Regions from separate parts of the Sus scrofa genome. Here regions 2 and 3 are each linked to region 1. The links are chromatin contacts, called in public Hi-C and HiChIP or PLAC-seq maps. All regions are on one chromosome and are shown on one strand. The core of a region is the stretch at or near the end of the contact, and the rest is flanking DNA. Distances in the headings are between cores, read along the strand shown.

Evidence for each region. Hi-C and Micro-C count contacts between places; a contact is called where the count stands out from the background. HiChIP or PLAC-seq counts read pairs in DNA pulled down with a chosen protein or histone mark.
Region 2: a contact with region 1 is called in a Hi-C map of skeletal muscle, with 4 times the contacts expected there. The contact joins two enhancer-like sites. A contact is called at or near these places in 5 of 47 Hi-C or Micro-C datasets (embryonic fibroblasts, heart right ventricle, retroperitoneal adipose tissue and 2 more) and 1 of 2 datasets of contacts at active chromatin or transcription factors (skeletal muscle).
Region 3: a contact with region 1 is called in an H3K27ac HiChIP or PLAC-seq map of skeletal muscle, with 5 times the contacts expected there. The contact joins two enhancer-like sites. A contact is called at or near these places in 1 of 5 promoter capture datasets (liver), 15 of 47 Hi-C or Micro-C datasets (alveolar macrophages, brain, embryonic fibroblasts and 8 more) and 1 of 2 datasets of contacts at active chromatin or transcription factors (skeletal muscle).

Annotation. Positions count from the first base shown.
Region 1 is chr18:5,585,047-5,588,525 of Sscrofa11.1, forward strand. All of the region lies in intron 3 of PRKAG2 (5'-AMP-activated protein kinase subunit gamma-2), which reads left to right. Among named protein-coding and RNA genes, the nearest start is that of PRKAG2, 110 kb to the left of the region's middle. Within about 2 kb of position 1,820, at least 11 of the 83 cell types and tissues checked have an H3K27ac peak or open chromatin away from gene starts, as enhancers often do. A contact at or near this core is called in fetal skeletal muscle and skeletal muscle, where this site is marked.
Region 2 is chr18:5,825,822-5,829,300 of Sscrofa11.1, forward strand. No RefSeq gene overlaps it. Among named protein-coding and RNA genes, the nearest start is that of CRYGN, 12 kb to the right of the region's middle. Within about 2 kb of position 1,715, at least 35 of the 83 cell types and tissues checked have an H3K27ac peak or open chromatin away from gene starts, as enhancers often do. A contact at or near this core is called in skeletal muscle, where this site is marked.
Region 3 is chr18:5,715,757-5,719,235 of Sscrofa11.1, forward strand. The region is part of intron 6 of PRKAG2 (5'-AMP-activated protein kinase subunit gamma-2); the gene reads left to right. Among named protein-coding and RNA genes, the nearest start is that of RHEB, 62 kb to the right of the region's middle. Within about 2 kb of position 1,720, at least 22 of the 83 cell types and tissues checked have an H3K27ac peak or open chromatin away from gene starts, as enhancers often do. A contact at or near this core is called in fetal skeletal muscle and skeletal muscle, where this site is marked.

The DNA of each region.
Region 1 (3,479 bases), core at 570-3,069:
GCGCAGGTTCAAACTGTGGCCCAGGAGCTTCTGCATGCCATGGGCGTGGCCAAAAAAAAAAAGATGCTGAACATAATTTTGCTCTTTGTAGACAACCCGGGGTCCTTATGATGGGCCTGTGATGAGCAGGACGTATCCAGCCATTGCTGGATGGGAAGGCTGGAGACTCAGGGACTTACGGACCTTGGACCACCTGCTCCTGCTTTTTCCTGCTTTGTGTCTCCGATACCAGCCCTGTGGTCTGAAGCAGGGTTTGGCCTTGAACAGTCCACACTTGCTGCTAAGGAGCCAGGGTTCTTTGTGCGTGTGGTTGAAAAAAGCAAATGATTAGGAGGAAAGTCCCGTGACTCCTCCTTCGAGAGATTCAGTGCTTGGGCTTTGAGGGTTTTGGCTGAGGAGCAGGGTTCTGACTTAGCTGAGATCTGGAGCAGGAACTGCAGACACGTGGTGCTGCTCCTGGTTCACGTCCAAGGGCCCCCGTGCCCTCGCGATGTAGAGCCGGGCAGCCGGGGGAGCCTGGGCCAGCGGCCGGCAAGGGGAGGCAGCTTCAAAACTGGGCTGTCCATGCGATGCCCTTTGAGGCCCTTGGAGTCTGAGCCAGGTGGGGATGGGGGGCTCGTTCTGGGCTGTTTTGAGCGGGTATAAAACACTCCGCAGCTGATCGGGTATTTTTGCTGTTTTATTTCATGCAATTTCCTAAAAACACCAGTGAAATGGGCTCAGGCTGTATCCTGACCTCTTTTATGGGAGAAATGTGGAAAAACAAAAGAAATGGCTGGACGTCTCATGCTGATGCATGAACCTGCCTTGTTTCAAGGGGCTACACCTGACTCAAGTCCTTCAAACCTTTCTGGGTATCACCTTGTATGAGAAGCAGCAGCTCAAACGCAAATTCCACCTCAGGCCTCCTATGCTCCAGCAGTGGTTTCCTAATGAAAACGTGCCAAAGGCAGTTGAGGTTCTCCCGGGAGCCCCAGATTCCAGAAGATGGAGATGGAGCCTGGTTGCCCAGGAGACGGGGGGCCCAGGTGGTCTTCGCGGTGGCTTTCTGCCCAGCCTGCGAGCTCACGGACTCTGCATCCTTGCCAAGGCTTTTGCACTCAAGACATAACTTAGAGGGAGAAGCAAACACAAAAGCCAGGCGCTTGGCTTCTAGACCCTTTGGCATCTAGCATTTGAAAGCCATTGCTCTGGGGCCCTGGGGTCCCACGTTCACATGGGGCCATCCTGAAAGCTGGAGTCAGGAGCAAGTTTTGTCGGTGCCTTCAGAACTCTTGGCCTGGGTAGAGACCCAGGGATAGTGGGGCCCCTGAGAAGGGATCAAATAAGCCTCCCCCAAGTGTTTCCATGGTTTCCAAGATGCCCCTGTGAGATTTTAAGGATGGCGGGGCATTTCGTACTTTTTGGGAGCCGCACTTTGGCACGCTAAAAATAATGATTGCCATGGGGTTTTACCTTTTCTGTATTTTTAAAATTCAGATGCCCCTGTGGGTTTCGATGTCACTGGTATGAGTGGAACTCTTCAAGCTGAGGTGGTTTGCCCAAAAAGTCACCCTCTTGTCACTCCAAGCGTCTCTGCCCCGAGGCCCCGGTGGAGGCGGGAGGCAGGAGTGAGGGTGACTGTGCGGGGCTGACGCGGCGCAGCGGGCGCGGGGGCCCGAGTCAGGGCAGGGAGTGTCACCCTCAGAGCCGCAGCCTCATCAACAGGCCTGGGGAGGAGGAGAGGAAGGCAGCAGGAGGTGACACAGGATCTCCCTCAGAGTCAAGTGCCGAGGTGACCTTTAGAACTTTCCATGAAATCTGACACAGTGTTTTGCAACCAGCAGGAGAGCACCAGCAAATCTGTGCGGGCGGGTGTGCGGCTCCCCCTGCGCCGAGAGGGCCCCCCAGCCCCCCGCCGCCTCTTACATAATGGGGTTTTGTTCGGCTCGCCGCCTTTCAGGGGGGCTCCGGGCTTTTCAGGTCCTAGCACGTGGCCTGCGAAGGTTACCCAGGGCGTTTTCGGTTGACGCGTCTTCATTTACTTTTCCAATATCCCAGCCAAGAAGAGGCAGCCTTGGGGCCCTAAGTGCCACCGGACGGGGGCCGGATGGACCCGCCGCGGAAGCCCAGCCCTGCCACTGGCTGCAGGAGGACCCGGGGCAAATCATTCTGCTTCTCTGCACCTCTGTTTCTTTTATTTCGTAAACTGAATAGCCAGGGCTGCCCCACCACCCCCACCTTAGCGCAGGGTTGAGAAAGGCTGGGGAAAGTGCTTTGGGACGGGCTCATAAACGCGAGGCCCTGGTCCATGGGGTGTGCCCTCCTGCCAGCCGGCCTGGCTCGGCTGCCGCTTCTGTCAGCCCAGAGCTCCCGCCTCAGCCCGGCAGCTCTGAGGCCCGGGCGCCACTGAGGCTGTGTCCAGACACGGGGCTGGCACGTGGGGAAGGTCTACCCCGGGGCCCCAGCTGCTTCTGTGTCATCCCGGCCTCCCGTAACCGTTTCAGTGGGAGTCTTTGCAGCTGCACATAACCCAGCTCTCAAAGAGGCTTCGGTGACAAGGGAGATTTAGGCCCCTAAAACTTTTTCATTACTGCCGTTATTAATATTTTATGAAACTGGTTGGGAGTTCCCATCGTGGTTCAGTGGAGGCGAGTCCGACTGGGATCTGTGAGGTCGTGGGTTCAATCCCTGGCCTCACTCAGTGGGTTGAGGCTCCGGCGTTGCCGTGAGCTGTGATGTTGGTTGCAGTCTCGGCTCAGATCCCGCATGGCTGTGGCTGTGGCAGAGGCCGGCGGCTACAGCTCCGATTCGACCCCTAGCCTGGGAACCTCCATATGCTGCAGGCGCTGCCTTAAAGAAAGACAAAAAGACACACAAAAAATATTACAGGAAACTGGAAATCCAGGGGTGGGGGTGGACTTCCAGGAGGGCGCCCCTCACTCGGAGGCTTCCACGGACCACCCTGCCTGGGTTTCTGGTGGGACAGTGGGCCTGTCCCTGCGGCCACTGGGCCCTCCGCAGTCAGGGCCTTCTACTGCACGTGCTGGGGACTGGGCAGGTGGGGTGACCAGCGGAGGCTGGGTGTCTGCAAGACAGGTGACGGGTCCTGCGGGACTCCACCGGGAAGCCCAGGGTAGAACCAGGTTAATGGGATAAGACTCCTCCTGGCTCAGCCCCTCTCCCTGTGCTGTGGGAACAGGCATCCCAGGTCAGCTCCAGCCATTGGACTGGTTGACCCGCGTCTGGGGTCGCCAGGGTCTCCGTGAGAACTGTAGGAGCTGGTGGAGAAAGGCACAGCCACGTGGAAGGAGCAGCGTGCACCACTCCTGCATCTGCAGCGGTGGGGCACAGTGAGCCACCCCCTTCCTGCTCACCTGTCTGCCACCCCCCTTAGTGTCCCTCCTTCTCCTCCTCTCCTTCCCCTGGCAGTGCCATCTGTTCAACCGTCACCTGACATCCGGCTCTCGGCCGGGTTGCAGTATCCGGATGGGCAGAGG
Region 2 (3,479 bases), core at 465-2,964, 240 kb after region 1:
AGCCATGTCTGTGACCTACACCACAGCTCACAACAACACCGGATCCTTAACCCACTGAGCGAGGCCAGGTTTTGAACTTGCAACCTCATGATTCGTAGTCAGATTCCTTTCTGCTGCGCCACAGCGGGAACTCCCAACCACTGGTTGTTTTTGACGAACGCCGCCAGGGAAAGGCAGGGCAAACAAAGATAAGCCTTGTGGGTGGGGTTTTCCAGGGAACTGCCAGGCTCTGCAGGTTATGACACTTCTGAGCCCCGGCTGGAGACAGCGGTGACCCTCCAGGGCCTGTGCAGTAGCTGTTGAATGGATGCTAATCGGAGCCCTTCCGAGGGGTGGCCTCTAGGCAGCTTCCTTGGAATCGGACCTGTGTCCGCTGCCACGGGGCTAAAACCACTCACCAGCCACACGCTGCCCTGGGATGGCCTTTGTCGAACCTTGGGTCCCCCCTCATCGGCTCATAACAAGGAAGGCGCAGTACCACCTGGTGGCCGTTAGCATCGTCAGCCTCGGCCTCCAGACTCCTGGTTAACAGGAAGTCCAAGGACCCAGAAGATGCCACTGCCTTTTAGATCTTCGTCTAAATGGAAACAAGGTTTAACAAGCCCTGGAGAAGTCTGGACTCCTGAGAAATAGCTCCGGCTCCCGGGGGAGAGGCACGCAGGCAGGAGGCCTCCGGGCGCCCTCATTACCCCAGGTCACCGAGACTGTTGTGCAGATAACAGAGGCCGCCACCACGGCTGTGCCAGCAGAAAACCAGGATGCCCTCAGGGGCAGTCTCAGAAGATGCCCCGCCGTTTGCTCCTTCGCCTCCCCAACGGGGGAAAGTTTTACCTGAAGCAAAAAAAAGCTCTTTACGTTGAGTAGAATGTCTGTGTTACCATCCTTGCCTTTCCGTACCGTTGACAGCTTCCTAGGATGGCCAGGGAAGCCTGCTCTGAAGTCAGGGCTGCGGAGATGTGGAGGGGCCAAGAGCATCCGTTTTCAGAGGAGGCACCTGTTTCCAGAGGGAGCCCCAAGCACCTAGTTCACCATTGTTTGCAGGACACCACGTGTGAACACAGCCGTGAGTCTGACCCCCAGTACCCACGGGGAAGCCCAGGTGGAACAGCAGACTAAGACTCGGAACCTAGCAGTTGTGATCCCAAGGCCGCAGCTAATGTGTGTCCTCGGGCCCCTCCCTTAGAGCCTCTGGTCTTGATTCCTTTATCTAGAAAACTCCCTTGGCCAGGGATCGTCGTAATGGCCCCTAGTGTGAAAACCCTAGCCGGTTCCAAAGCCGTGTACACATCACAGGGCAGACAGCTTGTCCCCTTGGACTGAGCAGGGACCTCGGTCCTTCCTCGGGGACACCTCACACTCGAAGTCCCCTCTAGCACCCATGTCCCATGACAGCCTAGAAAATGGCCTTGGCTTATCCCTTCTTTCTGTTTCTTATCCTCGCCCACAGCATACACAAGGTCTCAGGCTAGGGGTTGAACCCACCCAACAAACTCGCACTGCAGCAGGGATGGCACCAGATCCTTATCGCACTGAGCCACCAGGGGACTCCTGGCCTGTCCTTTTAAGGTACACATTTTCTCAAAGAGCAGAGGCTTCTGGAAGTACTATGACCTTGGCCATCAAGCCCTTTCACCCAGTTCTTGCTGCTGCTCAAGAAAGGCCCGGGCAGAGCTTTGCTTTATTACTTCCAAAAACCAAACAGCCCTGCTCCCACAGGGAGAGCCGCCTTCTGCGTGAGCTGCTGGCTCCTGGTGTTCTCTTGTAATCCCTCCCCTGCTCCCATCTTTATCAGATCAGCAAAGAATCCAAGTCCAGCCACACGGTAATCTCTGGCTTTGGTGTGTGGTATGGCCATGAGGTTGACATGTCCTGAACTTTACCCTAAAAGGCTTAAGCAGAGGGCCAGCCTGGTGTTGACAGCTGGTGCAGCTGGAAAGGTTACATTCCTCGGCTCTGACGTGTGGATTTTTATTATCCCACAGCAGACATCATTCAGAGGCACCACTTTTTCTGTGCCTGTAACTGGAGCATCGAGTGAAGTTGTAAAATGGTGGGAGCAGCTCCAAGTTGGCCACCGACTCCCCCGCGATGCCTGCAGGGGTGGCTCATCTGCCGGCCGCTGGTTCTCAAAACTCTGACAAGCTCCAGAGCCTGGGGGGCTGGGGAGAACAGCCGGGGTGGGGGTGGGGTGGGGTGCTCGCCCCCAGAGTTTCTGATTCTGCAAAGACGTCTCGATTTCTGGCAAGTTCCAGGGCGGCTGCGGCTGGTGGTAGTTCAGGAACCACATTTTCGCAACCACTGACTTAAGTGATGGTACCTGAGTATCATGAGTGGGAGCTACGTCACTACAGGACTCAGCGGGGGTAGGGTGACCAACTGCCCCGGTTTGCCTGGGACGTGGGGGCCTCTTACAGGGTGAAAGCTGTCCTCCAAAAAGTGCGTTGTCGTCCTGATCCCCAGCCCCTGCGAAGGTGGCTCTATTTGGAAATAGGGTCTTTGCAGGTGGAATTATGGAGGTCAGGCTGGAGTGACCAGTGACCTTAGAAAAAGAGGGAATTTGGACTCAGATGTGCATAAGGAAGGAGCCCTGTGAAGACAGGCAGAGACGTGTGATGCAGCTCCGTGCCATGGGACGCCAAGGATTGCCAGCCACCACCAGCAGCTGGAGAACATGGAACAGATTCCCCTCTGAGCCTCCAGGGAGGGACCAAGCCTGCCAACCCCTGGATTTGGGACTTCCGGCCTCTGCAACAATGAGATCACTTTTCTGTTGTTTTAAGCCGCCCCATTTGTGATACTTGTTAATGGCCTCCCTCAGGGGTCCTGCAAGGTCGGACTTTCCGCTCTGAAAACTAAGACGGTTCCTGGCAAAACAGAACAAGTTGGTCATCGGAAGCATACAGAACCTAAACGGAGAGTTCCCTGGTAGCTCCATGGGTTAAGGATCCAGCGGTGTCACTGCTATGGAGCAGGTTCAATCCCCGGCCTAGGAACTTCCTCATGCTTCGGGCTCAGCCAACATCAAATAAAAATGAACCTGAATGGCACGTGGCCACAACTCAAGTTTGCAGAGCAGGAAGCTGATGCCTAGAGAAGCTGTGACCTGCTGTCCTGGTCCGCTCGGGCCACGCTCACAGAACACCACAGACCAGGGGACCCTTAACAACAGAGGCTTATTTCTCACCGTTGGAGGCTGGGAAGCCCAAGACCCGGGCACCAGCAGACGGTGTCGGGCGAGGCCTGCTTCCTGGCTCTCATGGTCCTCGGGTGGCAGGAAGGACAGGGAGCTCTCTGGGTCTCTATAAGGCACTATCCCATTTGTGAGGCTTCACCCTCATGACTTTGCACCCCCAAAGACCTCACCTTTGAACACCCCCACATTAGGGGGTAGGATTTCAGCATATGAACTTGGGGGACACAGCAGCCCTTCTGTGACACCTGCAAAGGGCCACCTCGCATGTGTGTGAGAAGCAAGACTG
Region 3 (3,479 bases), core at 470-2,969, 130 kb after region 1:
GTTTTCTTTCTTGTAGAACTTCAGTCTGGTGGTCCTGGGCCCCCTTCACTGATCCTTTAATGCTCTTATCCTGTCTTCTCTCTGTACCTTTTTGTTCTACTTCTTAAAGTCTGTCTTAACTCACCTGGTGAGATGTATATAAAACCAGAACTTCTGAAGCTTCACCATCCAAGGTCGTGAGTGGCTCACAGTTAAGATTGAGCGCCCACTGTGGCTTGGCAGAAACAAATCTGACTAGTGTCCACAAGGACGCAGGTTCGATCCCTGGCCTTGCTCAGTGGGTTAAGGATCTGGCGTTGCCTTGAGCTGTGATGTAGGGTGCAGACGCAGCTCAGATCCCGCGTTGCTGTGGCTCTGGCGAAGGCTGGCAGCTACAGTTCCAGTTCCACCCTTAGCCTGGCAACCCCCGTATGCTGTGGGTGCGGCCCTAAAAAGACAAAAAAAAAAAAAAAAATTAAAAATCATTTCTGTGTGAAAATTTGCTTTCTATCTTATGTAATTATCACATTTGGTTTCAAAATCCTATTAAAACAAAAAGTTTTAAATTGGGAACAGTTGGAGCACATTGGTACTCAAGCCCCGAGAGTTTTTCCCTGAGAACTAGAACTAGATTGTGCCAGCCCCTTTTCTGTCCTGGTCGCTGGTTAATTGGTAACACCCTGTGCCCTCTCTAACTGTGAAGCATTTGTTGTGCTTTATTGGAGTGGAGGTGACTTATAGTGCCGTGTGCGTTTCAGGAGTACACAGTCCATCAGTCGTACCCAGAATCCATGCCTGCTTTTTCCCGCGGCGGTTGTCGCCGACGATTGAGCCGGCTCTCCTGTGCTCTGGAGGGTGTCGTTGATCAGCGCTTTTACGCGGTGGAGCGTATGTGTTCTTCCCGCCTCCCAGCTCGCCCGCCCCTGGCCCCTCGCCCCTCGCCGGTCCCCCTGTGGTAGCCGTGGGCTTGGCCTTGAAACCAAGACCAAGTGGAGCATTTTCCAGGTGGAGTCCTAGACGGCCCCGCAGGCAGCTCCACGCCCCGGGGTGCTGAGGAAGCCTGGTCAGAAGGCCCTGCGATGGCGGCGGCGAGGCGGTGGCCGAGCCCGGGGCCGTGCAGGTGCCGCCGGCACTTGTGGGGCCCCTGCAGGTGGTGCTTGGGGGCTCTGGAGGGTGGACGTGTCGGCAATCCGTGTGGGTGAAGTTAAAATGGTAAATCCTCCTCTGTGCTTCTGGCCCGGGCTGTCTCAAGCGGAAAAGTGAAGCCTTTATTCTTTCTGGCTCCTGGTGCCCAGCATCGGCACCGTGAGTCCAGGTGTCCCTGCAGTCCCTGTGCGGAAACATTATCTGTGAGTCCCATTTCGTGACTAAGACGGTCCGGGCTTGGAGAGGGTTGAGGGCCTGAGCCCACGAAGGGCGGCTGTCTGTCTGCTTGGTCTCACAGCTTCGCCCCTTCACTCCAAGGATGTTCCTTAGCGTCTGGTTGTCTCAGCTCCTCGTGCAGAAGTGACAGCCCCTTTCGCCAGGAATCCTTCCTGTTCCCTTTGCAGCTGCACTGGGGCTGCCCTGGGTTTTGCCCTCACTCTCCGCCTTGCCATCCACCCACTGGCATCAGCGGTTATGTTCTCCAAAGGAGCCCAAGTCCGCACACGATACAGTCCCACCCGATGTCACTGGCCCGTCCGTCTGCCTCGTGTCGGCCTCGGGGCTGTGCAGTCGCCTCCTTGTGTTTTGTTTACAGCGACCCTGAGGCTCGCTTAGTAACCTGGAGCGTTTAGGGGCTGTTTACGAGCCTCTAGGTAGCAGATGAGTCAGCGGAGTTACTGTGGGGAAGCAGGATTTTCCCTGTCTCTGAAAGAAGAGCCATTCTGTTGAGTGTTGAGGTCAGACCCCTGCTTCTGTTGGTGTCGCCATCTGTCCGGTTGTTACTCCTTTGAAAGTTAGTCTTTTTTTTTTCCTCTGGCTAATTTCCTCTTTGCCTTTGATTTTCAGCGTCTTATCTGTGACGTGCTGGGTGTGGTTTTCTTTGGAGTTTTCCTGCCTGGGGTTTCTTTCTGTTGATAGAGTCCAATTTTCTTTTTTTTTTTTTTTTCCCACTGTACAGCAAGGGGGTCAGGTTATCCTTACATGTATACATTACAATTACAGTTTTTCCCCCACCCTTTCTTCTGTTGCAACATGAGTATCTAGACATAGTTCTCTAGAGTCCAATTTTCTATTGAAATTTGCCTCTTTGAGGATGACTTGGAAAGTGCTTTTGGAAAAGTTCCAGAATGACCTTGGAGCTCAGTTCATCTCTTTCTTTTCTCTCAAGAATTGTGGCTTCTTGAATCCTGCCTGTGGGGTGCCCCCCAGTGCTCTCGAATCGTGATTGTGGGTCTTGTCCAACTTGTGTAGTTGTTTTCAGCTGTCTCATCATGGCCAAACTAGAACTTTGTGGAGCAGCTTTTCAACAGCTGTGGTCACTTCGGGGAACGTGAATGATCCTGATGAATGATTTCAATACTGGTTTTCTCTGCTCAATCTGTTATTTTGGAGAAAACAATAAGCAATTTGTGGTTTTTTTAAAATGCTCCCACTCCCTGCCTACTCCAGCCAGTGCAGAAAAACAAGCTAAGCAGATATTTACTGTGTTTCAAAGTCTGTTTATCTGTGACTTTCCCCTGGATTCTTTTATAATAGAGCCAAGGATTCCCAAAGCATCACCCAGGTAGAAAGAGCAGACCATTCACAAGCTGTTTAGTTACACAAACAGCATGAATATTTTTGTGATTCCTGATAGAAACTGCGGTTCAAAAACCATGTTCCCACTGTGTGGATGCTGGTTTCTCTCCCCTGTCGCTGGGTTGGCCCTCCTCTCCTGCTTTTCCCAGCTCTCTGCCAGTTGGTTCAGCGGATGGACAGAATCCCTGCTGTACTCAGGACAGCGCTGGACTAGGCTAAGTGTAGAAAATGATTAATGAGAGCCCCTATATCCAGCAGCCGTCCTTCTGTTCCCGTGTGGGTGGACCAGGTGCCTACATAAGTCATTCTAAATAAAGGCAAAATGTGTCACAACTCAGGCAGAAACAGGTGCTGAGTTATTAATCCTACTCTGATTGGAAGCACTAGGTTCCTGTAATTCTCTCATTCCTTTTCACTAGTAAGTTAACAAGGGGCTTTGGAATATAATGGGTAGGAAAAGAACCTTTTTCTTTCTTAGTTAAAAAGATAATTATGCCACAGCATACACAAATTTTTTAAAGAAATGCACTTTCACTGCCCTATCTCCTTAATATAGAAATTCAATTGGGGGGCTTTTTCTCTTTGATCTATTCCATTTACATGTGTTTTAGGTAATTAGAATGCATACTTTGATAGTCTGCATTTTTACTGCCAAGCTTTTTACTTCAGCATGGTCTTCATAATTCTGCTATTTGATGCTCGTTTTTCTCGTTGCTGTGCCAGTATTTAACAAGTTTTCTTTTGTTATAGACAGATCTTTTTCTAGTTTTCCATAT